4 separate regions of the Sus scrofa genome follow, and regions 2, 3 and 4 are each linked to region 1. A link is a contact called in public Hi-C, HiChIP or PLAC-seq and promoter capture Hi-C data. All regions are on one chromosome and are shown on one strand. Each heading gives the region's core, a stretch centred on a gene start, on an enhancer-like site or on the middle of the called end of the contact. The rest is flanking DNA. Distances are from core to core; before and after follow the strand shown. Region 1 holds the start of ACAA2 (acetyl-CoA acyltransferase 2). Region 2 holds the start of SKA1 (spindle and kinetochore-associated protein 1). Region 3 holds the start of CXXC1 (CXXC-type zinc finger protein 1). Region 4 holds the start of MBD1 (methyl-CpG-binding domain protein 1).

Region 1 (6,160 bases), core at 2,333-4,832:
GGGTAAAGGAGCTTCTCATTCCCCACAGCAAACACTGACCAACTCTGACTGTGTATAAGAAATTATGGGAGATGGGTTGTATTGATTGGGCTTGCTTACCTTCCTTAGGTGACACACAGAGAGCTAATTAACTTCAAATAAGTCAAGGAAATTAATCCACTATTTAAGAGGCAATGAAATGTATCCCAAGTCCAGACATAATCCCAGATAGATAAATAGTTCCCAAACATTTGCTCTTTTGAATTATATATATATATACACCATTGCTTTCAGAGTTGGAGGACTGCTTATGAACATCTTTAACTATTATTAACTAGGAAAACATTATGACACGTTAAAGGAATTATTTTTTGAAACTGATGAAAGAAATCAACAGGAGGGACTATCTCCCTTCTGAGCTACTAACCTGCATGACATTGCCTACAATGACACTGTCAATAGTTTCAGGAGAGACGTTGCCAGCAGATAAGGCAGCCCTGGCAGCAAATTCAGTCAAATCAGTAGCTGTGAAGTCTTTCAGAAGACCTCCAAAAGCTCCAAAGGGTGTCCGCTTAGCAGCAACGATGAACACACCTATTGCAATGAAGAGATTAGTCAGTGTCCCTAACATGTTTTAAATAACTTCACTGTGAACCTTATTATAAAGTACAACTTTCAATTAGATAACAGAAAATCTCTGTCGCATAATAATACATAGAATGGGTCACACTTATAGAAAAGTGGTCCTAAGAGTTATCATTTTGTTTGATATCTACCTGCTAGCACCAAGAACTGCACCATATCCTATGAAGTAAATCCATTCTGGTTAGATGGCATGCTTGTCCTCTGATGATTTACAATGCTAGAGACATTTAAGATGGAAATGTTTCTTCTATTTGCTGGAATATATTGCCTAGTTATAGAATCAAAGAATCTTCCAAACTAGAGGGTCCCTTAAAGTTGTCTGAGGGACAACTCCCCCTCTAGAATATTCCTGACAAGAAGTCCTCTCTAACCTCTGCTAAAAAACCTTCCAGAAGAAGGTATGTGCCATACTGTGATGCCCATGAACGCCCATGAATGGACAACATAAACTAATGATTTTTCTCATACTGAGCAGGCACAGTTTACCAAGTCTTCTATTTACCGATTCTAGTTCTATCCAAATGCATCCCAAAGTCAGACAATATATTTCTTCTAGAATATACATTGCTTCAAATTTGAATTATATATATGCCATTGCTTCTTGAGTCAGAGGATGACTCAATTTACAAATTTCAAAGAACTTTATCTTTTCCTGTTATACTTTACTCCTAGAATAAAATGGGCAACAGCAGATCACCTTTATCACAGGTATACAAAATGGCACAGATTGGAAGAGAGTGTGGCAGTTTCTTTCACAACTAAAACTAAACATGCTCTACCCAAATGGTCCAGTCATCACTTATTTGATAAACGACTGGTATCTAAAATACACAAAGAACTCTTGAAACTCAAATAACCCAGTTTAAAAAAAAATGAGTGAAAAATTGAACAGATAGCTCACCAAAGACAATATACAAATGGCAAACAACCATATGAAAAAAATGCTTGGAATTCCCACTGTGGCACAATGGGATTGGCAGCATCTCTGCAGCACCAGGATGCAGGTTCCTGGCCTGGCACAGTGGGTTAAAGGATCTGGCACTGATGCAGCTGTGGCATGAGTTGCAACTGCAGCTTGGATCTGCTCCCTGGCCCAGGAACTCCATACGCCACAGGGTGGCCAAAAAAGTAAAAAAAAAAAAAAAAAAGGAGGCTTGATTATCTTTTATCTTATGTCATTAGGTAAATGCAAACTAAAACAATGGGATGCCATCTGACAACTATTACAGTGTCTAAAATCAAAAACACTGGCAACACCAAGTGCTGATGAGCATGTGGAACAAAGGTTCGATCACTGGCCTCACTCAGTGGGTTAAGGATCCAGTGCTGCTGTGAGCTGTGGTAAAGGTCACAGATGTGGCTCGGATCTGGCGTTGCTGTGGCTGTAGTGTAGGCCGGTGGCTACAGCTCCGATTAGACGCCTAGCCTGGGAATTTCCATATGCCGTGGGAGTGGCCCTAGAAATGGCAAAAAGACAAAAAAAAAAATAAAATAAAATAAAATAAAAAATAAAAATAGAGAAATCAACAAAAATACTATTTTCTTTTAAAGAAGATAGCTGATGATAATGCAGCTTTTACATGATTTGGGTTTTTTGCATAACTCATCTAAAAAAGTCAATATGCTGCTTTATTAAATTCAGAGTTGGAAAGAGCACTGAAAAATTAAATCCAATTATAGGAAACATTTTGTTTCGGAAATCCCATTTTTCACTTGCACTGTTCACAGGTCATTTAGGTTTTTCTGAGCCCCAGATACCCCTTTCCAACTGCCTACCTGTCATCTGCACTTGAGCGGCTCAATATTCTCTTCCAAGTTAAGTCTCCTCAGTTTTTCTCACTCTATAAGCAGTACCATCATGAACACAATTCCTCAAACATGAGACCTGAAGTCATTTTTAATATACATAAACTGTTCTATCGGAAGGTTCTTCAAAGGACACAAAATAAGCATGAGCTTTTCTTTTCTTTTGTCTTTCTGGGGCCACACTTTCAGCATATGCCCCCAGACCAGTGGTCAAATTAGAGCTGTAGCTGCCAGCCTACACCACAGCCCCAGAAATGCCAGATCCGAGCAGCCAGCAGCATCTGCTACCTACACCACAGCTCATGGGAACTCCAGATCCTTAACCCACTGAGTGAGGCCAGGGATGGAACCAAGTCCTCATGGATACTAGTCGGGTTCATGTCAGGAACTACAAGGATGAACTTTTAAAATTCCATTTACTGTGACCATTTGTTATGAAAAGCAGAGTTCATATAATTTTTTAAGTTAATAACCATAGGAGTTCCCTGGTGGCCTAATGGATAAGGACTGATCGCTGTCACTACTGTGGCTCGGGTTCCGTCCCTGGCCCAGGAATTTCTGCACGCTCTGGGTGCAGTAAAAAAACAAAAAACAAAAAACAAAAAAACCAAAACTACAGAATTTACGTCTTCAGTGATTTACACGTTTCTGGTTTCTGGAGTCACTCAAAAGAAATGGAAGGGAAAGGGGGATTAGGTCAGGTTCTCCAACAGAACGCTAACAAGCATGTTAGAGGAGACGGTCACTGCGGCAGAAATTTCCTGGACACCCCAAAAAAACATCCATACTTCCCCCAAGTCTTGCCCACGCCTTGACCAAGGCCGAGCCCACCGGGTTCATCTGAAAGGTACTCCTCTGGCCCCGGCTTACTGAGCAGGCTCCGCCGCCTCCCAGATCGCTGAACCACAGGGTGAGTCACTACCCCGCGGAGACGAAAAATGACCTTCAAGGTCGGAAGTGAGCAAACTGTCCTCTCAACTGGAAGTTGCAGAGGTTACTATAAACAGTGCCTTACAAGTATGTTTTCTCCTGAACCCAAACAATGCTTTCGGCGTTGCATTTCTTCCAAGTCCCCTTTTCTGTGCAGGCGACGCAGATTCCCTCCTAGACCAGACCACAAGGGCCGGAGGCGCTCACCTCGGAGCAGAGCCATGGTGGCTGCAGCGTAGGGTCCTCCTCGATGCAGACCGGCCGCGCGAGGTCCTGCAGACTTTAGGAGCGAGGGGGCGGTGCCAGCAGGGCCGCGCCCCTGCCTTCTCACACATTGGGCACCCAGCCAGTTATCCGCCGCTTTGGAACTCTCAGCCCTCTAAGCGCCATCCCACAGGACTGGGTGGGGGCGGAGGCACTGGGACTAGGGTCCTCGTGAGCGGATTTTTCCCTCACATCGTTTTTAGGACTTTATCTCTGTGTGGTTTTTTTTTTTTTTTTTTAGGGCCACAGCCACGTCATACGGAAGTTCCCGGGCTAGGGGGTCCAATCCGAGTTGCAGCTGCCGGCCTATCCACAGTCACAGCAACACTAGATCCTAGCCCCATTTGCTATCTATAGATCCTTAACCCACTGAGTGTGCGAGGCCAGGAATGAACCTTATCTTCATGGGCACTAGTCAGGTTCATTTCCTCAACGGAAACTCCCATTCTCTATTCCCCCAGGGGGAAAAAAAAAATAATTTGACTCTACCCTATCCATTCTCTTCCCAGCCTTTATAAACCTGCCCCACCTTCCGCAAAAGCTGAAGATCAGTTGGTGCGGCGCTGCCGGAAGTCGAATGGGCGGAGCGTGGAAGATGGCGAGGGGGGATTGGCTAAGCCCATTTTGCAGGTTGGGTAGGCCACTGCCCAGACCGCTGGCAAAGGCCTAGGCCTCTGGGCGGGGGAGGGGAAATAGGTCCCGGGAGGGGGCGGGGAGGTTTGCGCCCTAGGAGTGTAGCGACTGTTTTAGGGCGGAGGCGCCCCCTGTTCCACTTTGCAGGCCCCGAATGAAGCCGCAGTATTTTCCTTATATGATTGGGCCCCATGGCTTGGCAGCGCTGCTGCTGGCCTGGAGCCTGAGAGGATTATAATACGTGACTGGCGAGGTGGGGGCCGGGAACGGGGGTTGGGGGGAAGAGGAGGGGCAGCTGGTTAGGCTAGGGATGAGGGAGGTTAGGGATGCCTCTGCCGCTGTAACTGTGAGCCCTGGTCGATGATGACGTGACCACTGCGCAATCTGAGATCTGGGAACCAGGTGATGGAGTTTGTGCTGAGAACGATCTGAGACCAGGGTAGCAGGAGGCGATCCGGGCAGAGATGGGGCAGATTCTCAGCGCCAGGGCTTGGAGGCCGGCCAGGCTGCCTCAGGCTTCTGATAAGGGGTGGTGGGAGGCTCTGAGGTTTTCTGAGCCAACAGCGAATGCCTTCTCTTCAAACACTTTCGTGGCCCTGTCACATCGTTTGTTGTTGTGGGTTTTTTTTTTTTTTTTTTGGTTTGTTTGGGTTTGGGGTGTTTTGTTTTTGTTTTTGTTTTTTTTTTTGTTTGGGCCGCCACTCGGCATATGGAAGTTCCTGGGTCAGGGATCAGATCAGAGCTGCTCTAGCGTTTTACACCACTGGCTCCGTGTTGGGTGGGGTATCAAAACTGCATCCCGGCGCTGCAGCAAGAACTCCTATTTTTTTTAACCCAGTGTTGTTATTGTGAAAACTTTCTCGAACTTACAGAAAAGTAGAAAGAAACATAGAAAGAGCAAACACTGGTATATTCACTGACTGTATTCTACCCTTAACATTTTGCCATATTTGCTGTATCATTTCCTCTCTTCTTCCATCAAACCATCTTATTTATTTATTTACGCAGACCTTAGTACACTTCACCCCAGGAATACCTTAGTTCATGTTAGAGGTCAGTATTTGTTTACTCTTTTAAGGGAAAATTTCCATGTGTTCAGGATTGAATTGGATTCTTGTAATCCAAACCACTCAAGGCTTTCAAAATGTAATTAGAACATGTCCATAGTTACAGATGTACATCATTCATTTCCCATCCAACTCCCATTTAGCCATTGTTCCCTTTTTCTCACCAGCTATTGTAATTCGATCCTCTGGTTTATTCCTTTTCTTTTTCTGTTTCTTTCATTTGAGCAAATCCAGGAAATTGACAGTCATCGATTCAATACAGAAATTCTAAGATTATTAACATTGTATTTATTTATTTATTTATTTATTTTTGTCTTTCTGTCTTTTTAGGGTCACACCCACGGCATATTCTAGAGGATGAGCAGAGAGTGATAGTAAAATAAAACTGCCACATTTGGGAACTGTTTGTCCAGCATTGAAACAAGCACTTATGAACGCCGTTTATAATTTTTACACTCAGGCAATATGAGAATTGTACAAAACAGAAAAACATAATTCACATAACATCAGACAAATCCAAATTGAGGGACATTTTGCAACTCCATGAAATAGGTAGGGGTTTTTCCTTTCTCTCTCTCTCTTTTTTTTTTTTTTTTTTTGAACTATGACAACATTTTATTTTATTTATTTATTTTTTGCTTCTTAGGCCTGCACCTGTGGCATCTAGAAGTTCCCACCTCAGGGTTATATCTGAACTGCAGCTGCCAGCCTATGCCACAGCCACAGCAACATGGGATCTAAGGCACATCTGTGATTTGCACCACAGCTCACAGCAACACCAGATCCTTAACCCACTAAGCAAGGCCAGGGATTGAACCTGCATCCTCATGGATATT
Region 2 (6,160 bases), core at 2,107-4,606, 670 kb after region 1:
TTCCTAGTCAGATTTGTTAACCACTGTGCCATGACGGGAACTCCGTAACACCAATCTTTTAAGTGTTTTAAATGCTTTGAGAAAAGTATCTATCAAATAAAAGATACAGCTTGTTAACTTATTACAGTACTTGATTTCAAATATTTATGTATAAACATTGACAGCTGTTTTAAGAAATATTTTACCAAATTCACAAAATATGTCAATACATGAATGCCATAATTTGTGCGTCCTGGCTGCTTTTCACTTGCTCCTCAGGAATCCACTCTCCATTGAGCCAGATTTATACTTTTCAAGGGCTCCTGGGCCTTCTGGCTTCAAAATGGATGTGGCCAATGGGAGTAGGAAGATGTAGGTTTGAGGAGAATGGAGGTATTTATTCTCTCGGCTTCCTTCCTGCTCTGACCCTAACCAGAGGCCACAGCTCCTGCCAGGTGGCCCCTCCCACAGAGCTGCATCCCTAGGCTCCCATGACCATAAGTTTTTGAGCTTAGAGATAATAACTGCACCCTGAGGTCATGAACCCTGAGGAAACTCACCATCACGTGTTCCCTTCACAATCAGCCTACACACTGCAGGTAGCCCTTTTATTAAATTCCCCAATTATCCAGTTTGAGTTTTCCTTCTGATTCTTGCTGGAATCTTGAATGATACAGTATGGTTATTCTTTTCCTTGGTGTGAACTAAGCATATGGCAAAAAAAAAAAAAAAAAAAAAGTGCTAAAACACCATGTCTAATTGGAAAAACTGGAGATATTGTGTCTTACAAATCTGCTCTATTAATACCTCTCTTCTTTTTCATTCCTGTCCTGGTCTCTCCCCCTCACTAGGCAGCCAGTTCTCTTATCTTACCTCCTTTTTCTTTTTTCCCACATCACAGCATGTGGAATTTCCCAGGCCAGGGATGGAATCCTAGCCATAGCTGCGATCTATGCTGCAACTGTGGCAACTCTGGATCCTTAAAACCCACTGTGAAAGGCTGGAGACTGAATGTACACCTCTGAAGAGACAACCATAGGGGAAAGGCTGCCTGAGGATGGAAGCAACACAGAAAACACATAACTGAGAGATGGAGATGGCTTTCTTAACAGTGTGTTTGAGTACCTGGGTTCAGCTATAACCAAACACACACACACACACACACACACACACACACACACACACACAATTATACAGTTTTATAAGCCAAATAGTCTTTTTTTTTTTCTTGCTTAAATCAGTTTGGATTGAATTTCTGTCATTGCAACTCAAGGAGTCCTGCCAAGTAAACCAGTTCCAGAAAGAAGTAGCAGTGTGATCCAATTGCTCAATTCATATTTTTTCTCCATTTCCCCACCTCTCCTCTTGTATTCAGTGCCTTTATACTTTCTTCTCCCTACTTATTTTCTCCTGGGAGATAAGCTGATAATGTTTGTCCTGGATGCTGCAGGGTGAATTTCTGTTACATTGTTTTTCATAGAATATTGACATTTTAAGCCTGACATTTAGTCCTACAATGAAAGGCTTTGTGTTGAGATTGAAAGAGATTTAAAAAATGTATCAACCAAATAACAATGTGTAAATCTTGTTTGGATTCTAATTCAAACAAACCAACAGTTTTTAAAATAAACAACTTTAAAAAAGTTTCTATCTTTAGGAGGTAGATATGGGAAGGTTTTTGGATGAAAAGATAAAATGTTTGAGGGTATTCCCTGGTGGCCTAGTGGTTAAGGATCTGGGGTTGCCGCTGCTGTGGCTCAGGTCACTGCAGTGGCACAGATTGGATCCCTGGCCCGGGAACTTCCCCATGCCTTGGGTGAGGCCAAAAAACAAAGAACAACAAAACAAAAAAGAACAGAAAAGAAAAAAGTATGCTGTTTGAGATTTGCTTCAAGATACTCCAGTATGCAAGGGGTGTGATGAGAGGAGGAATAGATGAAACAACATTGTGATAAATTAACAATGGTTAAAGCTGGATGATGAGTTGAGGAGGGGGTTCTTTGGACAATTCTAACACCAAATGTTTGAAATTTTCCATAATAAAAGAGGTTTGTTTGTTTTTGGCAGCCCTGCAACTTATGGAGTTTCCAGGGTTAGGGCCACAACTGCTGCAACTCCAGATCCTTAACCTCCTGTGCCTGGTGCCCTTCAAGGTGCAGGTCCGAAACTAGCGCTTCCAGCGATCCGTTGCGCCACAGGAGAACTCTCATAATAAGAAACGTAAAAACAAGGAGAAATGGCCAAGGGAGCTATTCACCTATGCTCTCTCATTCTCCCTTTCCAAAAGAACTCCTATGTTGTTGAGGATGCAATGTAACTGTCCAGATCCAAAAAAAGTTTAATCATTTTTTTTTCTAGTCTCACTTGCAAATGTGAGTGACCAGTAGAAAGCGGAAAGAAGCCGTTGGGTGTGGTTTCCAAGAAAATTCTTTAAAGTTGCTGTTTCAGGTAGTAAGTGAGCCTGTTTGTTACCATTGCCTCTTAAAGAACTGAGAAAGGGAGTTCCCATCGTGGCGCAGTGGTTAACGAATCCGACTAGGAAGCATGAGGTTGCTGTTCGATCCCTGCCCTTGCTCAGTGGGTTAACCATCCGGCGTTTCCGTGAGCTGTGGTGTAGGTCGCAGACGTGGCTCTGGCGTAGGCTGGCAGCTACAGCTCCGATTAGACCCCTAGCCTGGGAACCTCCATCTGCCTCAGGAGTGGCCCAAGAAAAGACAAAAAACAAAACAAAACAAAAAAAACTGAGAAAGGAACTGGCAATTATCTTGCACCACAAGCAACCATAACGCCAGAATGCGTGATGTCAGGGACCGTGGCGCCTAAAGAAGGAAGGATCCTGGATCCTTGATGATGGTGGAACTGCCACACCAGGCCTGGGATGATTTCCCCTTTTTTTCAACAGGGAGAACTAAACTTTTTTCTCGTTTTAAATTTGCATTCGCCCTTACGGAAGCTGTAAACTCCACGAAGGCAGAGAGTCTCTCTGCCTTATAGCTCACAAACTTGGCTGCTTTTTGGAATTAGCTGGGGTTTTTGTTTGTTTGTTTTTAATATTAAGGTTTGGACCCCACTAACAGAGTGAATTCACTGATTTGGGGTACGGCTTAGGCACTGGAATTTGTAAAAACTGCCCCGGTGATTCTAACTTGCAGCCAATTTGGAGACCCGCTGTTTCAGCTCGCGATTTGATTCCCACAACGACTGACTCCTGGCTGGAGCAAGGTCAGGAGTGGGTGATCAACTGAGATCACCTGCTACCGCACGGAGTAGGAAGGGCAGGCGTCCTAGCTCTGTTTCTCGCCAAAGCGGACTCAGCTGAGCTTTTGCCCGCTTCGCCCCCGCCGCCGCCCAGCTTTGGCCCAGGATAAACACGGAAATGCTTGGCGCGCCTCAGCTCGCTGTCCGAGAGCCCTGAAGTGCGCTTGCGCGACTCCGGGTCCCGGCGGGTAGTTTGAATTTCGCTCCGGGAGTTGAGTCTCGCGATTCTGGACTTCCGGCCGAGACTGGAGTGGTCTACACGCTTCGCGACCGCTGTAGGTGGGCTCTTCGCTGCGGGACCCGCGCTAGGTTGGAGCCTAGAGTTGAAGATCTTGCCCTCGGAAAGCGGGCGGAAGGCATTGTTCGGACGGAGGGGGGGGCGCGCGGGGCCGGACCGGGTTGGGCGGAGGAGCAGAGCTTCACTTTACCTCGCTGGGTGAGCTGGGGGGGATGCTGCAGACTTGTCAGCTATCCTCGGAGTGAGCGGATAGATAGTACCTGATTTCTTTCCTTCCCCTCCCTCGTCTCTTTACCCTAAATAGTAAAGTTCCCACCCCCACAGCATAGCAGAAATGTTTACTTGGACCTGTTTCTTTGAACTTAGAATTCTTTAAGATTTTTATGTATTTTGAGTTTTTACAGAAAACATTAAAAAAAATAAATTACCAATACTTTATATATACATAGTGCATTTGTTCCTCTAAATCCTTAAGGAAATGATGCACGCTTATCGCCTGGACCCCGATTTGTAGGACATTAACTACAGAAGGTTCTAGGACAAGTCAATACTGGACTTTGGTTAGAAACTGAATTTTATAGAATTGAAAGAAATTGCTGTTGGACTTCCCGTGTGGCTCACAACAAAGAAATTGCTGTTGAGTTTTTGTACTTTCTCCCCCCAACCCCCCTTTTTTGGCCGCTCCAGTGTCATATGGAATTTCCTGGGCCAGGGATCCACTCAGCCGCAGCTGGATCCTTAACTCACTGCACCACATCAGGAATTCCTATATTCTTTCCGAGAAGTATCTTACTGGATATTTACCATTCTTGGAGTTTCTCTCTCTCTCTCTCTCTTTTTTTTTTTGGTCTTTTTAGGGCCGTACCCACAGCATATGGAGGTTCCCATGCTAGGGGTCTAATGGGAGCTACAGCTGCCGGGCTTCACCACAGCCCAAGCAACGCGGGATCTTCAACCCACTGAGCAGTGCCAGGGATCATACCTGAACCTCATGGTTCCTAGTCGGATTCGTTTCTACTGCGCCACAAAGGGAACTCCCATTCTTGGATTTTTTTGAAAGTGAACTGAAATTTGTCTGGCTTTTTTTTTTTTTTTTTTTTTTAATAAATATGTTTTTTTTCTTCAGCGGCTTAAAGGATGGCCTTGTCAGATCTGGAACAACTGTGCTCACATATTAATGAAAAAATTGGCAATATTAAAAAAACTCTGTCGTTAAGAAATTGTGGTAAGTAAAACAGATTCCACTGGCTTTGTACATAATAAATGCATTTTGATTATTGTGCCACTTTGAGTGATATACCTGATATGTTAGGTGATTTTAAGTTTCTAATAATGATTTTTAAAACACTCCAGCATTGGTATTGTGAATATTACAGTGGATACTAAAATGCAGGTTCCATTGAACAGTGAATTTTCTATTAATTACATTTATTTACTTAATGCTTTTCTGAGACACACACAAGGCAGAATAGTAAGATTTGAAGGTTCTGTAGCATTTTTCTAGTTCTGGAGGCAAATAGAGCTACTAAAAGGCAAAGAAAATCAAAAGTAGGAAAGACCCACAGAGGTAGAATTAGCCCATAGCCCATCTTACAGCCTGCTTTGGAGGAAACTTAGCAATTTATATCCCTAAGAAATAACTAAATGAAAATGAAATCAGTTTTTTACACATCCAGAAATCTGGAGGTTGTAACCATATCCCAAAATATTTTGAAGAGCTGAAAGTGGATAAGGTCATGGAAGTGCAGAAAAATAGAGGATCCACAAGTTGACGTCATGGCTCGGCAGAGGCAAATCTGACTAGGATCCATGAGGACGCAGGTTCGATCCCTGGCCTTGCTCAGTGGGTTAAGAATCCAGTGTTGCCAAGGGCTATGGTGTAGATAGCAGACATGGCTCAGATCTGGTACTGCTGTGGCTGTGGCATAGGTCGGTGGCTGCAGCTCTGATTTGACCCCTATCCTGGAACCTCCATATGCTGCGGGTACAGCCCTAAAAAGACGAAAAAAAAAAAAAAATAGAGAATACTTGTAAAATCTAGAAAAATAGCATTTACAAAAATGCTATAACCCTACCTAGGAGAGCTAAAGATTTATTGATTCGGTAGTTCCCATTGTGGCTCAGTGGTAATGAGCCTGAATATATCCATGAGAATGCAGGTTCAATCCCTGGCCTTGCTAAGTGGGTTAAGGATCTCATGTTGCTGTGAGCTGTGGTATAGGCTGGCCGCTGCAGCTCTAATTCAACCCCTGGTTGGGGAATTTCTGTATGTGGAGGGTGCGACCCTAAAAAAAAAAAAAGATTTATTGATCAGTGGAATTCCATCTGCTGGGAAGATGCTGTTGAACTTTTATTGTAGTTTGTATTAAGAATTGATAATATTAAAAAATTCCAATATGAAATTATAATGTTGGTATGTCCTTTCAAATTTTAGATGTCCTCCTGAGACTTTGATATTTTCCTTCTCTTGTTGTGAACCACTAATAAAGAGCATCATCTGTTTTACAGTTTGGGGCTGAGGGAGTCAATAAAAAGCCCAAAGGGTGGTGGGTTCATCTTTTCAAGGCACCTGGTGTGTAAATGAGGAAACGGAGGCTTAGAAGTCAGGTGACTTGTCCAGGTTCCCCCAGCTGATGGGTAGTTGGTTGGGACTGTGGTTTTTGTATTCGGATTCCCAGTGTAGAA
Region 3 (6,160 bases), core at 1,468-3,967, 630 kb after region 1:
CCTTGGCAGGGACTCTGAGGGCGTCACTGGCGAGAGCTGCGGGGCAGAATCTCAGGACTGGCCCTGACCGCCCTGCCCGCATGCCCCGCCCGCCCTGGGGGGCTGGACTCACCGAGGAAGGGAAGTACTTGTACGATTCCTGTGCCGGCAGGAGGAAGGCCCAGGTCAGCCCCAGGTGGATGGAGGGTGGCCCTGCCCTTACCCTTTCCACAAGTGCTTGACCCCACCAACTCCCTAAACACACCTGCCCCCCCATCACTAGGACATGCTCAGCCCTGCCCCACCTGCCTTGACATGCTTGACCACCTGGAAACATCTGGTCCTACCCTGCCCAGCTGAGGTTGGGGGCTCCCCTGCTAGCCCAGCACACCTGGTTGCACCCCATTCATCAGGACAGGCCGGGCTCCTCCCCAGCTATCTGTATACAATTATGCCCCACCCCACCCAGCCCACCCGCCCTAGCCTTAATCATCTCTTTCTGAAGACAATGGCCCCCCCAGACCCTGCCCAGCCCTGCCCATGCTCACCCGGGCCCGAAGCTGGCACTGACGCAGCCGGCACTTCTGCCGGATCTTGTTGGGACCCCCGAACTTTTTCATGTCTCGGCAGAAGTCACAGTGGCCACAGTCCTCAGTGCGCCGGCAGGCCTCACACTCGCCACACATGCGGGCTGACCGTTTGATCTGCTGTTGTTGCTGCTGCTGCTGCTGCTGCTGGTGATGCTAGGACGAGGTGCCCAGAACAGAAATTAGGAACCAGAGCAGGGCCTGAGATAGGATCCCCTCACCTATTCCAGACATCAAAGCCACTCACCTGGCTGGGTGGGGCCACCAGGGGCTGTGGAGAGGATTTGTGGGGCGAGGCGGAGCCCCGGGCAAGCATGGCCCCAACCCCTGTCCCCGTCCCTGCCCGGCGCTGCAGGTCCGCTTCCGGGACAGGCCTCTTGCGCCCTCCACCCTCGTCCCGGGGCTCACTGCCATCTCGCTCGTTACTGTCCCGCTCCCGTGACTTCTTGTGCCGATAGCGGATCTCCAGCTTGGGATCCTTCTCTGTGGGACAGAGGATACAGCCAGCATGTGTTGGCACTGGGAGATATGGATGGTCCCAGAAGTCTTTCTTCCCCTTCTCTCCTCTTCTGTCCCACCCACCTGCTCTGTCTTCATACCCCCAGAAGAGCTGCCCCTGCCAGTGGGACTTTCTATCACAGCTCACAATGAAGCCTCCGTTCCAGCTCAGCACAACCAATAATCACTCTGTCCCCAGACACATATCACCGCTCCCCAGGACTCACCTTCCCATAAAGGCTCCTCCTCCTCCCTCGAAGCCCCACTTGCCTGCCCTGTCCATTCCACTCCCTCACCTCGGCACTCGCGACAATACCACTCCCGGATGGCCTTGGCCATCTTCTCAGTGATCCGGATGCAGTCCCCATGAAACCACTCATTGCAGTTGTCACACCCGCTGCAGAAAACAGGGTGAGTGATGGAGATGTGAGGGGTCCTGCCCCATCGGCCTCCCCGCAACCTGGCCAGGTGTCAATCCTGCCCACCTCTCCCCCAGCTCACATCATGAAGCAGTTGATGTCTGGTTTGCGGCAGATGCAGTAGATGGGCGCATTCTCCCCATTCTCTGACTTGCTGTCCTCCCCAGCATCTGGAGGTTCTGGGTCTGAAGCATCCCCCTCCTGTGGGATATCCCCACCATGGCTTCTTAGAGAACCCCCATCATGGCACCTCATCCCTCCAGTACAGTTCCATCAAGGTTCACCACAGACCCCAACACTCTGCCAATAGTCTCATCATGGCTCCTCATCAACCTCTCCACCATAGTCCCCACAGATCACCCCCATGACTCACTTCTGACACCCACTACTCTGCCCCAGACTTCCAATCACTCATCCCACTGATAGCCCATTACTCCACTCTCCCACTCTTGACGGCTAGTTACAAACAACCTACCACTCACCATATTTTGCCCTCCGACATGGCTCCCCACAAATCCCCACCACAGGGTCTCACAGACACCATATGATTTATTCCTCAGCCTTCCCACCTGGGTTCCCCTCAGATGCCCGGTTATTAACCTCGGAGACAGCCCCGCCCCCTGGGTCCCTCCACACGGACTCACACTGCTCACTCCAGACTGCCCAAGACAACTCTTCGCAAGCTTATCATCACTCCGCACAAAGAATCCCCCATCCGGACCCCCAAGGAACTACCACCACGGATCCCCCCTAAACTTCCATTACGGACCCTCATCACAGAACTCCCATGTGGCTTACGCATAAATAAAAAATCTGACCATCAGCCCCCCATCATTCTACCCACAGACTCCTGTTAAGGCTTACCACGGGCCCCCTCCATTCTGCCCAGAGACTCTTCTTACGGTTCACCAAAGACCCCCTATGCGTTTGCCCATGGAACCCGCCGCTTCCAACCCCACTGACCTCGACCGCCGACCCATCCTGGGACCTCGCACTCACCATTTCTCCGCTCCTGGCGAAGCCCCTCACAAACCCCGCCAGAGACCCGCGAACCTACACAGACCGCTCGGCGGCGTCCGCGGCCGTTGCAAAGGCGCCCACAAGCACTTCCGCTTTTAGACGCGCCTCCCAAGCAAGGTACTCCTATTGCGCAGGCCCAGTGCGTCCGCTCCGCGACAAACAAGCAAGTAGCACGCCTAAAAGCCCGGACTGTCTCTCAGGCGCCGCCATCTTGACTACTGAGACCGTACGGTGGCCGCGTCCATAAGTTCGCAAGCAACATGGCCACGCCTATATTTCGCTCTACCGAGGGCGCCGCCACCTTGTCTGCGGGTCCTGTCCGTACAGGACTGTTTGTACGGCCCAGACGTTTAGGCAATATGGTCGCGCCTACTGAGCGATTTCCAAGCAGACGCCGTCATCTTGAAATCCGATTCCGTAAGGTGGCAGAGTCCCTCCGTTCATAGGCAACACATGGCAGCGTCCTAAACGGCTTCTGAGAGGGCGCCGCCATCTTGGCGGTCGATTACGATGCCAGCAGCTGGTACTGTCTAGATGTTCGCAGGCGAAGGGGCAGCTTTGGCAACGTTACCCGATTGAGACGCTCTTATTCAGTCATTTTTCCCTTCCACATGTATTTTAATAATGGGCTCCAGGCATGCTGTGCTTTGCTTTGGGAAGGAAATCAGTCCTGTTGTTACGCCTCCCATATCACCTCTGATGGAAGAAAATTTCGCATATTGGGGACTAATGAAGCCAGCCGGGCTTATACCTGATTTGTCCTGAACTTTATGTGAACTAGAACAGTCAAACATACCTTGTATTTTGCTTTAACCATTATATAAAGAATGTCCACTTTTACAGTAGGGAGAAATGCCTCCCTTCCTATGACACCAATGCTAGATCTTCTTGGAGATTAAAGTACCTGTTCCAGATGTCAAGGTAACGCTCGCTGTCTGTCTATATGCTAATTTGTAACTAGGGTCTGTTGAAACCTTGAAGAAAGGTACCCCTGTCGTGTTTGATGTATTCTCTTTGTTCTGACAGGGTATGAAACTGTGCTGAAAACCATGCTTCTCTGGAGCCCTTACTTCCTTGGTGGAGGCTGCACTCCTGCCCCAGTCCGCAGCTTGGCTCAAATAAAACTCTCTTCAGCGTTCCCTGCTGGCTCAGAGGGTTAAGGATCTGGTGTTGTCACAGCAGCTGCCCTGAGTCGCTGTAGCGGCACAGATTCACTCCCTGGCCAGGGAACTTCCACGTGCCACAATCATAACAACAGCTCTTCTGTTCCTTAGTATAGTTTATTGATTATCTCTGTTGACTCTTCCCACCACTCTTTCCAGCTGTCACTCCTCCTATCAGATGTTAGCCAGGCTTAGCAAGATTAAGCCTCTGGGCCTCTGCAGCAGCCCTCATCCCTCAGAATTAGTCCAGAGAAACCACAGACTGGCAGTAAATGATGATGACCTGACCATGTGTGGTGAGAATGGATGGACCAAAAATTTTAAAGGCTTCATCAAGTCTTCCCCTGACCCTGTGTGACCAGACACAATGAGTTTGTCACTTGGGGTGCTTCACTGATGAACACACCAAGAACTTTCAGTTAAACCGGAAGCATTTATTTCTTATTACTTATGACAAGTAAGGAGACAGGAGATAGCCCTCAAAGCTCTGTCTCCATGGGGGATTTTTAAGCCTAGGAGTAGGCATGATCCTTGTAATAGGCAGAGGTTGCTCTAGGTTGCCCAAAGCTTCAAGCAAGTCTGTTCTTGATTACTTGTTCTCACTGTAGTATCTTGTTTACTAGAATGCATCCTAGCCTTCTTGGAACATCTGGTGTCTGGAACTTTCTGAAACTTAATGGTTAGTTTCTGCAAACCAAACACACTTGGGTTTAACTCTATCCTTTCCCTACTGCTGCATAGCTAACACTGGTGACCACCAGAGTGTAGATTTGCCCAATTCCTGGTGATGTCCACTTCAGTTCTCTTGTTTCATATATGATACAGTGTTCTCTCCTATAAAGTTAATTTTTAATTTTTTAAAAAATGGAAGTGTGTATAATAAAAAAAATCTGCAGATCAGAGAGCTAGGCATCTCCTCAGGGTAATGATGTAATGATCTAACCTGGGCAACCATGGAAATCAAGTGAGATTAAAAAAATGTCAGTACACCCTCCCCTTACCCCACCACTGGATGGGAAAGTTGTGGTCATTGTAAATGGCCACATGTTCACATTCAAAGTCAAAAGTGACTTTGTTGGTTTTGGGTTGAGGAGAGAGAGGTCTGGGAAAAATTAGATTTTTTTTAAGCTTGGCTGAGAATTTTTTTTCTGGATTTCTTGACTCTGGACATAGTAACTTACAGCAACTTGTTTGGTACTCATTTAGATCTGATTTTTTTTCACCTTTCCTAAGAGTTTTTACTTGTGGTCCCCTCAACACAGTCGCAGACACAAAGACACAGGGGCTACAACATGGGTATCTGTGACCCTCTCCTCCTCCCAAAACGGGTTTTTAACCCACTAAACAGAGACTTTCACATCCAGCATAAGACTTGCCTTATTTTTATGTATTAACATTGAATTAATCTTAATTGATTGTAACTTAATTAATATCATTTAATTTTTAATTTAGTTTTTCATTTAATGTATTAACATTTGTATAATTGAATATGTGTTGGAAGGTACTTAGATAAATTTATTTATTTATTTGGCCACAGACATGGCATGTGGAAGTTCCCAGGTCAGGGATTAAACACACGCCGCTGCAGTGACAACACCAATCCTTAACCCACTACACCATAAGAAAACTCTCAAGATAAATTTACTTTAACATCAATTAATGAATATTATATAATTTAATTTTAACTTAATTACAATTTGTTGTATGAAAGTAAGCTTAAGGGAATATTGTTAGAACAGCGGGGGGAAAAAGGAGGCAATGAGATTGCAAGCAGGGTTTATTGACCAACAGAGCAGTCGGGAGCTCTGACTAGCAAGACTCAGAGAGTGCTGGGTTTTTTATAGACAAGGGTTGTTTTGTTGAGCCATGTAGTCTTTGGCCTTGGGGCTATCTTTGTCTTTGGGAGTTCATTTGTTACATGGGCCTGTTCAATAAGAAGGAGGCTGCAAGTCTGGATTTGGCTGGGTTTTGCTGATTTTTTTGTTCTTTTAGGCCTTGTTTCATTTCCCACATAAGATTCCTCCCTGTTCTTAATAGGAAAATGGGTGATGTTCTTTTCTTCTGTAGCTTCTTCCTGTTGTCACTTAGGGGGTGGAGGAGATGCAAGGAATTTGGTGGTACCTGTAGGTCCTTAAGGCCAGCATGGAGTTGACCCATTTGTCTGTGATCGATTCAATGGTTTTCTGTAAAAAAGAAAATATATGAAACAGAGGTGTCCACCTATTAGGAGAAGAAAAATAAAGACGAGATTTGTAGGAAAAGGATCTAGCCAGGAGAGTAGGGAGGAGGTAGAAGGCCAGAAATTTTGAGTTCCTTGTTGCTGGAACCAAATTGCTTGTTTTCTTAAACGTTTTATGTCTTCTCTGACTAGTCCTGACATATTTTTATAAAAGCAGCAACTTTCTTTTAAGGCTTCACAAATCCCACCTTCTTTTTGTCCAGGCCTTGGTGTTTTTGGTTTTTGTTTTTTGGGTTTTTTTTGAGCCTTGTTTTA
Region 4 (6,160 bases), core at 1,313-3,812, 610 kb after region 1:
AAATTTAACACTTTTCACGATGTATCAACTTGTAAAATGTGTGAGCCAGCCTGAACTAGCTGAGACAGGCTTAACATTTTCCTAACCCTAGGTAACATGATCATTAATGTCCTTTGCTTTCAGCCTCACAACACTATCTACTACACTTTGGTCATCATCTCATGGATCAATACATTTATCCACTTCTCCCCCCCCCTTTTTTGGCCACATGCATGGCATGAGGAAGTTCCCAGGCCAGAAATCAAACCTGTGCCACAGCAGTGACCCAAGCCACTAGTGATAACACTGGATCCTTAACCTGCTGATCCACAAGAGAACTCCCACCTTTTCCTTAGCTTCATCACATACTATAGATGTTAATTTAGCACTTTCTAGAGCAGTCTCATGTACTAACTGGCAAACTTCCTCTTCTTTTTCTAGGTATACTGCCTTTTTGACTCATTAATATTGAACTCACTGCCAACAGCACTGCAACTCATTCTTGAACAAAGCTTATTTAACATGTATTTTCTCCTATACCACATCAGATTTCTTACACTTAGAACACTAGGCAGCACATCAACACTACACTTGGGGACAACTATAAACAGCAAAAATAACCATTAAAAACCACAAAAAAAATGCAAAAAAAAAAAAAAAAAAAAAAAACAAGACGCTAAGTAGACCTCAAAAAGAATACTTGTTTACAATACAAGGGCTGAAAAGAAGAAAGCCTAATTCAACCTCGGCTGGGAACACATGCATCAGGCAACTTATTTTTTGCTGCTCTGTGCACATCCACAAATGACCATGAAAGCAGTGAGTATGACTCTGGGGGTACAAACAAATTTTAATGAGTAAACAAATTTGCAAATATGGAATCTGCAAATAATAAGGATCAACTGTACATGCATAATTTAATCCTGCCCATAAATTTAACCACACCCCCTGATTTTACCCTGCCTAATCGGGCTCAGCTCTAACCCCTGATTCTGTCCACAACCCACCCAGTACCTCTGGTAATAGGTGTCTGAGCGTCCGCAGGTGGCACCTGACTTTCGAAAGACCTCACGGCGCTTCCAGCCAGGGCCCAGGGCCGGGCAGTCCAGCCAGTCCTCAGCCATGGGGGCCACAGGAAGGAACGGCGGCCTGCAACATGGAGGGGGCAGTGGGAGAAACTGAGGCTCTAGGAAGGGACATGCTGTGCCCCAGGACACACAAATGTGTGGTGGCATCAATTAATGCTTGTTTAAAACCTAAGACCTGTCACAAGCAACTGGACAATATAAGGAAGAGAAAAACCCCCATCGCCACTCCATTCTTTCCTGTCCTGGGCCCAGCAGCTTGTGTCATTCATCCCCCTTCTTGATCTGGTAGCCCCATCCTCAACTCAAGGGTCCCTACCCTCAATGCATTCCTCACTTTCAGGGTCCTAATCCCCATCCCTCCCCATCCTCAGCCTGAGAGACCTCATTCCTCCCATTCTCAGTCCAAGAGGCCCCCACAGGACTCCTCCTCAGACTAAAGTCCCAGTACTCTACCTCGGTGTCCTGACCTCCCATTTATTCCCTTCCTTGACCCAAGAGTCACTAATTTCTCTCTTGCAATCCTTTATCCTTCCCATTCCTTCCCTCTATGCTGTCCTCTTATCCTGCTGCCTTGGTGTTATTGCCTCAATTTCTTCTGTGTCCTATGCCAGAGAGTCCCCCAAATTCTCCACATTTTTGACCTGAATAACCCTTCATTCCTTCTGTTCCTCAAACTGAAAGACTTCCCCACCTTACTTTCCCTTTGTCAGTGTTCTGAGACTCAAGTCCTTCCCAAGCCCCCAAACCTCCCTATTTCCATCTTCCAAAGCTAAAAAGTTCCCTTCAGCGTCCTCATCCTCTATTCCTCTCATCAGCCTGAGAAACCCTGATTTCTCCCTTCAGCATTCTGAACTCCCCACCCCTCTTCCTCTTGGTCCAGATCATGCCATCCCTAACTGTCAGTGTTCTGACCCCCTATCTCTCATCATCCTCTATAGGAGAACCCCGTCCCTCCCTTTCAGCATTCCAAAGCCCCATTTTCCCTCGTTATTAGCCTGAAGATCCCTCTTTTCTCCCCTTCAGCGTTCTAAACCCCCATTTCTCTTTCCTTAACCTGAGAGGCCCCGATATGTCCCGCTCAGCGTTCGGATCCTCCCCTTTTCCTCTCCGTCCTCGTCCAAGATCCGACACTTCCACCTGTCAGCCTTCTGAGCCCCATTCCTCCCCGTCCTCCGCCTAAATCTCCCCATTACTCCCTTTCAATATTCCGACGCCGCCATTCCTCCTACACATCGGCCTGAGGGCCCTTCATTGCTCTCGATCAGCGTTCTGAGCCTCAATTCTTCCCCATTCCCCGCCTGAGCGATCTTCATTTCCACCCCCACCACTGTCTCACCAGCTCGGCTCCCGGCCGGTACCTTCCGCCGCTCTAGGTTCGCGGACCCATGACGAGGGTCCCGGTTTTGACTCCCGCCCCGTCCAGCTTCCCTTCTTCCTTCTCCACAGCCGCTTCCTCCGAAGCGGTAGCTGTCGCCGCCGCGACCGTTCGTTGCTCCAGGAACCGGAAATCCGCTGCCCACATCTCGGGCTCCGCCCCCCCTGGCGGGACGCCTGCGCGCTAATGCCCTCTGGCGCTGGCCCTTCTATGGGATGCCTCTGCGCCTGCGTGTTGAGTCCTAGCGCAGCGCGCGCCTATTTTAAGGGGACCTGCTGCGCTTGCGTATTGGCATCTATCCCCAGCTCCCGCCTCTTTCGAGACCTGCTAGGCATGCGCACCTGCTTTGCCCTACTTTGCACGACTCGTTTTCGCTTGCTCTCTCCAGTCCCAGCCCAAGAGGACAAGGAAGACTGGGGTTGGTCTTGCCGTCTGTTTTGCTGGCGGCCTCCAACTGGAGTAATGGGAGGGAGCGGAGAAGAAGGCCGGGATTGAGCCGGAGCTCTCTTCTCCCACCTGTTGCCTCTGTCGCGTTTGTGCTCTCAAGTTCCTCCTGTCAAGGAAAAAATAATCAATAGTCGATCTAAAGGAGAAATAGAAAATTTTATTTGAGCCAAGCTGAGAATTATAAACCAGGAGATAGTCTATCAGAAAACTCCGAGACCTATTACGCCTATTAGAAGTCGAAGACACCGGCTTTTTTTTGTTTGTTTGTTTTTGGTCTTTTTGCCATTTTTCTTGGGCCGCTTCTGTGGGATATGGAGGTTCCTAGGCTAGGGGTGGATTCGGAGCTGTAGCCGCTGGCCTATGCCAGAGCCACAGCAATGCGGGATCCGAGCCTCGTCTGCAACCTACACCACAGATCACAGCTACGCGGGATCCTTAACCCACTAAGCAAGGCCAGGGATCGAACCTGCAATCTCATGGTTCCTAGTCGGATTCGTTAACCACTGCATGGGAACTCCCGAATACACCGTTTATGTATATATACACATATATATTTGAGACAAAGGATGAAAAATCAGAATGACCAGGAGTTTCCGTCATGGCGCAGTGGTTAACGAATCTGACTAGAAACCATGAGGTTGTGGGTTCGATCCCTGGCCTTGCTCAGTAGGTTAAGGATCCGGCGTTTTTCTGGCTGTGGCGTAGGCCAGCAGCTACAGCTCTGATTCGACCCCTAGCCTGGGAACCTCCATATGTCACGGGAGCAGCCCTTTCTAGGGCAAAAAGACCAAAAAAAGAAAAAAATCAGAATGACCAGCACCTTACATAAAGCGAAGGTACTGTGGCTGAACCACATTGACTCCGTTTTTTCAGCTCCATTGCAAACTCACAGTCCTAACCCCTCCCCTTTCTGCATGACTGAGCTCTAGCCTACTCACAAGGAATGTACCAGAGCCACAGAAGTTTCCTGACCAACTTCTACACTTGCCTTCATCTGATATGAAAATTGGGAGACCACGTGTTGCTGACGCAGATGGTTAATGATCTGTGAGTAATAATGCTCATAAGACCCCTGAGGGGAGGAAAAAAACTCAGTTCTGAGCATGAACGTTCTTCTCCTTTCGTAGGGAAACTGAAAGCTAACTTGAGTAGGCCCACCAAATCTAACCTGCCTTGCTTGCTTTTAGTTCCATGCTGTTAGCAGATTTTTTTTTTTTTTTTTTTTTTTGTGGTCGCACCAATGACATACGGAATTTCCCAGGCTAGGGGTGGAAGGGAGCTGCAGCTACTGGCCTAGGTCACAGCCACAGCAACACTAGGTCACAGCTCATGGCAATGCTGGATCCTTGACCCACTGAGCAAGACCAGGGATTGAACCCACATCCTCATGGATACTAGTCTTAACCTGCTGAGCCACAATGGGAACTCATGTTAGCTGATTTTAAACTAAATTCCCCCTAGTTTCCAGACATAAGGGTCACTGTAATAATGTTTGCTTATGTTGTTTTTCAGGAAATTAGGTTCCCTTTTTCAGACCAGTTGAAACCACAGACTATCCAATTGGCCTGAGTGTCAGATGGACAATCTTGTAACAGTAGAAGGCCAAAAACTCCACCCTCAGAACATAGTAACACTGCCATTTTCTGAACACATGTCCTATGAAAAGCCATGAAGCGCAACTACACTTGTACAGACCGCTGATTACCTCACTTTTCTTACTTCCCATCACCTTTCCCATGTCTCAGACCATCCCACCTCTTTATACCATAGATATTCCCAAATCCTATCTTTAGGAGGTGCATTTGAGATTCATCTTCTTTCTTGACTGCCTCATGAATAAAACTTTTCTCTGCTACAAACCTCATCATCTCAGCATTTGGCTTGCTACATATCGGGCAAATGAACCTGGCCTGGTAACAGTAATCAGAGTCTATCTTTAGGTTTGACACTTTTAAATTCTATACCTTTTCCAGCAGTGTGTAGTACAGCTATGAATGATTCTGGGTCAAAATCTCACCAACCTTACCTGTATATAAGTTACCCACAATAAAGTTCATAAGTGTACTTTATGGAGTTGCCTGCTGTTTTTTTTTTTTTTTCAGCCTCAAAATATCTCCTCATTTTGGAAGATGTTCAATATCTCCGCATTTGAACAATTGGTGAGCCAGCCAGAAGACCAAAAAATGAAACAGGCATGGGTAAAGAGACTGTGTTGTCAGTGGGGGAAATCCTAGGATGGCCACATAGGAAGATCTAGCCAAGTTTTTGGGACACTTTCAACTGATGCATGAGTATGATGACACACCCAAAATGCCATAGTGTTGCTGGACATTCTAATCAAAGCAGTAAGTAAAGAGAAACTCCTTACCAGGCAAATGGGGCATGGCTGTGTTAGGCAGTCTCCATTGTCTTAGCAGGGATTTATTGTGTTTGCTGTTCTTTATATTGCTGTTGCAGAATAGGCATTCAGGCTACCTCCCAATATCTGGCCCTAGGATATTCAAGGAAGAATGGCAGATAAGATTTTGTGGGCCATATAGGTGTCAGGGGTAGAATGTGTGGCTAAACCACATTGATTCCATTTTTTCAGGTCAATCTTAGGCCTGCAGTCCTAACCCCGTGACTTTCTGTGTACCTGAGCTTTAGCCTACTCACAGGGAATATGGCCAAGCCAGATAAATTCCCTATTAACTTTTACCCTTGTATATATGCATGTATATACCCATATATCTTATATGAAAACTAAAAGAATGGTGTTTTGTTTGTTTGCTGACACAGATGGTTAACAGGCCATGAGGTGCTGCATCCTGTGCAGCAGGGCAATGGGAGATCCTGAAAGAGGAATGGTGCAGTATAACAAAACACATGAGACTCTTTTACAGTTAGAAAGTGGGGGACCAGGAAGCATTCCATTCTGTATAACAAAGGCCCCTAGGCTTTAGCCCACATGACTTTTATTAGAGAAGATGATGTATTTAGGTTAGTGGACAGAAACAGGCACAGGCAGTTTCAAAGTTACCTCCTTGTGAGATTAAAGAAAACTACTAGCTTGAGTTCCTGTCATGTATCAGTGGTTAACGAATCTGACTAGGAACCATGGGGTTGCAGGTTTGATCCCTGACCTCACTCAGTGGGTTAAGGATCTGGCGTTCCCATGGGCTCTGGTGTAGGTTGGAGACACGGCTTGGATCTGGCATGGCTGTGGCTCTGGCATAGGCCAGCAGCTGTAGCTCCGATTAGATGCCTGCCCTGGGAACCTCCATAAGCTGCC

What was found. Promoter capture Hi-C pulls out the DNA fragments that hold promoters and counts their contacts. A called contact is a pair of places that touch in the nucleus more often than the background predicts. HiChIP or PLAC-seq counts read pairs in DNA pulled down with a chosen protein or histone mark.
Region 2: a promoter capture Hi-C map of liver shows a contact between it and region 1, with 4 times the contacts expected there. The contact joins the promoter of SKA1 here to the promoter of ACAA2 in region 1. A contact is called at or near these places in 1 of 5 promoter capture datasets (liver) and 1 of 47 Hi-C or Micro-C datasets (liver).
Region 3: a contact with region 1 is called in a Hi-C map of skeletal muscle, with 7 times the contacts expected there. The contact joins the promoter of CXXC1 here to the promoter of ACAA2 in region 1. A contact is called at or near these places in 2 of 5 promoter capture datasets (fetal skeletal muscle and liver) and 1 of 47 Hi-C or Micro-C datasets (skeletal muscle).
Region 4: an H3K27ac HiChIP or PLAC-seq map of alveolar macrophages shows a contact between it and region 1. The contact joins the promoter of MBD1 here to the promoter of ACAA2 in region 1. A contact is called at or near these places in 1 of 47 Hi-C or Micro-C datasets (skeletal muscle) and 1 of 2 datasets of contacts at active chromatin or transcription factors (alveolar macrophages).

The regions. Positions count from the first base shown.
Region 1 is chr1:99,307,177-99,313,336 of Sscrofa11.1, forward strand. ACAA2 (acetyl-CoA acyltransferase 2) reads right to left here and starts at 3,583. Exons shown (of 10, transcript NM_001167638.1): 1 at 3,568-3,583; 2 at 407-573. The coding sequence starts at 3,583. LOC102158467 (a long non-coding RNA gene) reads left to right here and starts at 4,158. Exons shown (of 3, transcript XR_002344322.1): 1 at 4,158-4,254; 2 at 5,655-5,876.
Region 2 is chr1:99,972,998-99,979,157 of Sscrofa11.1, forward strand. SKA1 (spindle and kinetochore-associated protein 1) reads left to right here and starts at 3,357. Exons shown (of 7, transcript XM_005654425.3): 1 at 3,357-3,546; 2 at 4,602-4,700. The coding sequence starts at 4,613.
Region 3 is chr1:99,937,408-99,943,567 of Sscrofa11.1, forward strand. CXXC1 (CXXC-type zinc finger protein 1) reads right to left here and starts at 2,718. Exons shown (of 15, transcript XM_003121437.4): 1 at 2,483-2,718; 2 at 1,566-1,684; 3 at 1,361-1,461; 4 at 814-1,049; 5 at 528-722; 6 at 113-139; 7 at 1-36. The coding sequence starts at 2,485.
Region 4 is chr1:99,914,766-99,920,925 of Sscrofa11.1, forward strand. It overlaps MBD1 (methyl-CpG-binding domain protein 1), which reads right to left and starts at 2,563. Exons shown (of 24, transcript XR_002344345.1): 1 at 2,426-2,563; 2 at 994-1,128.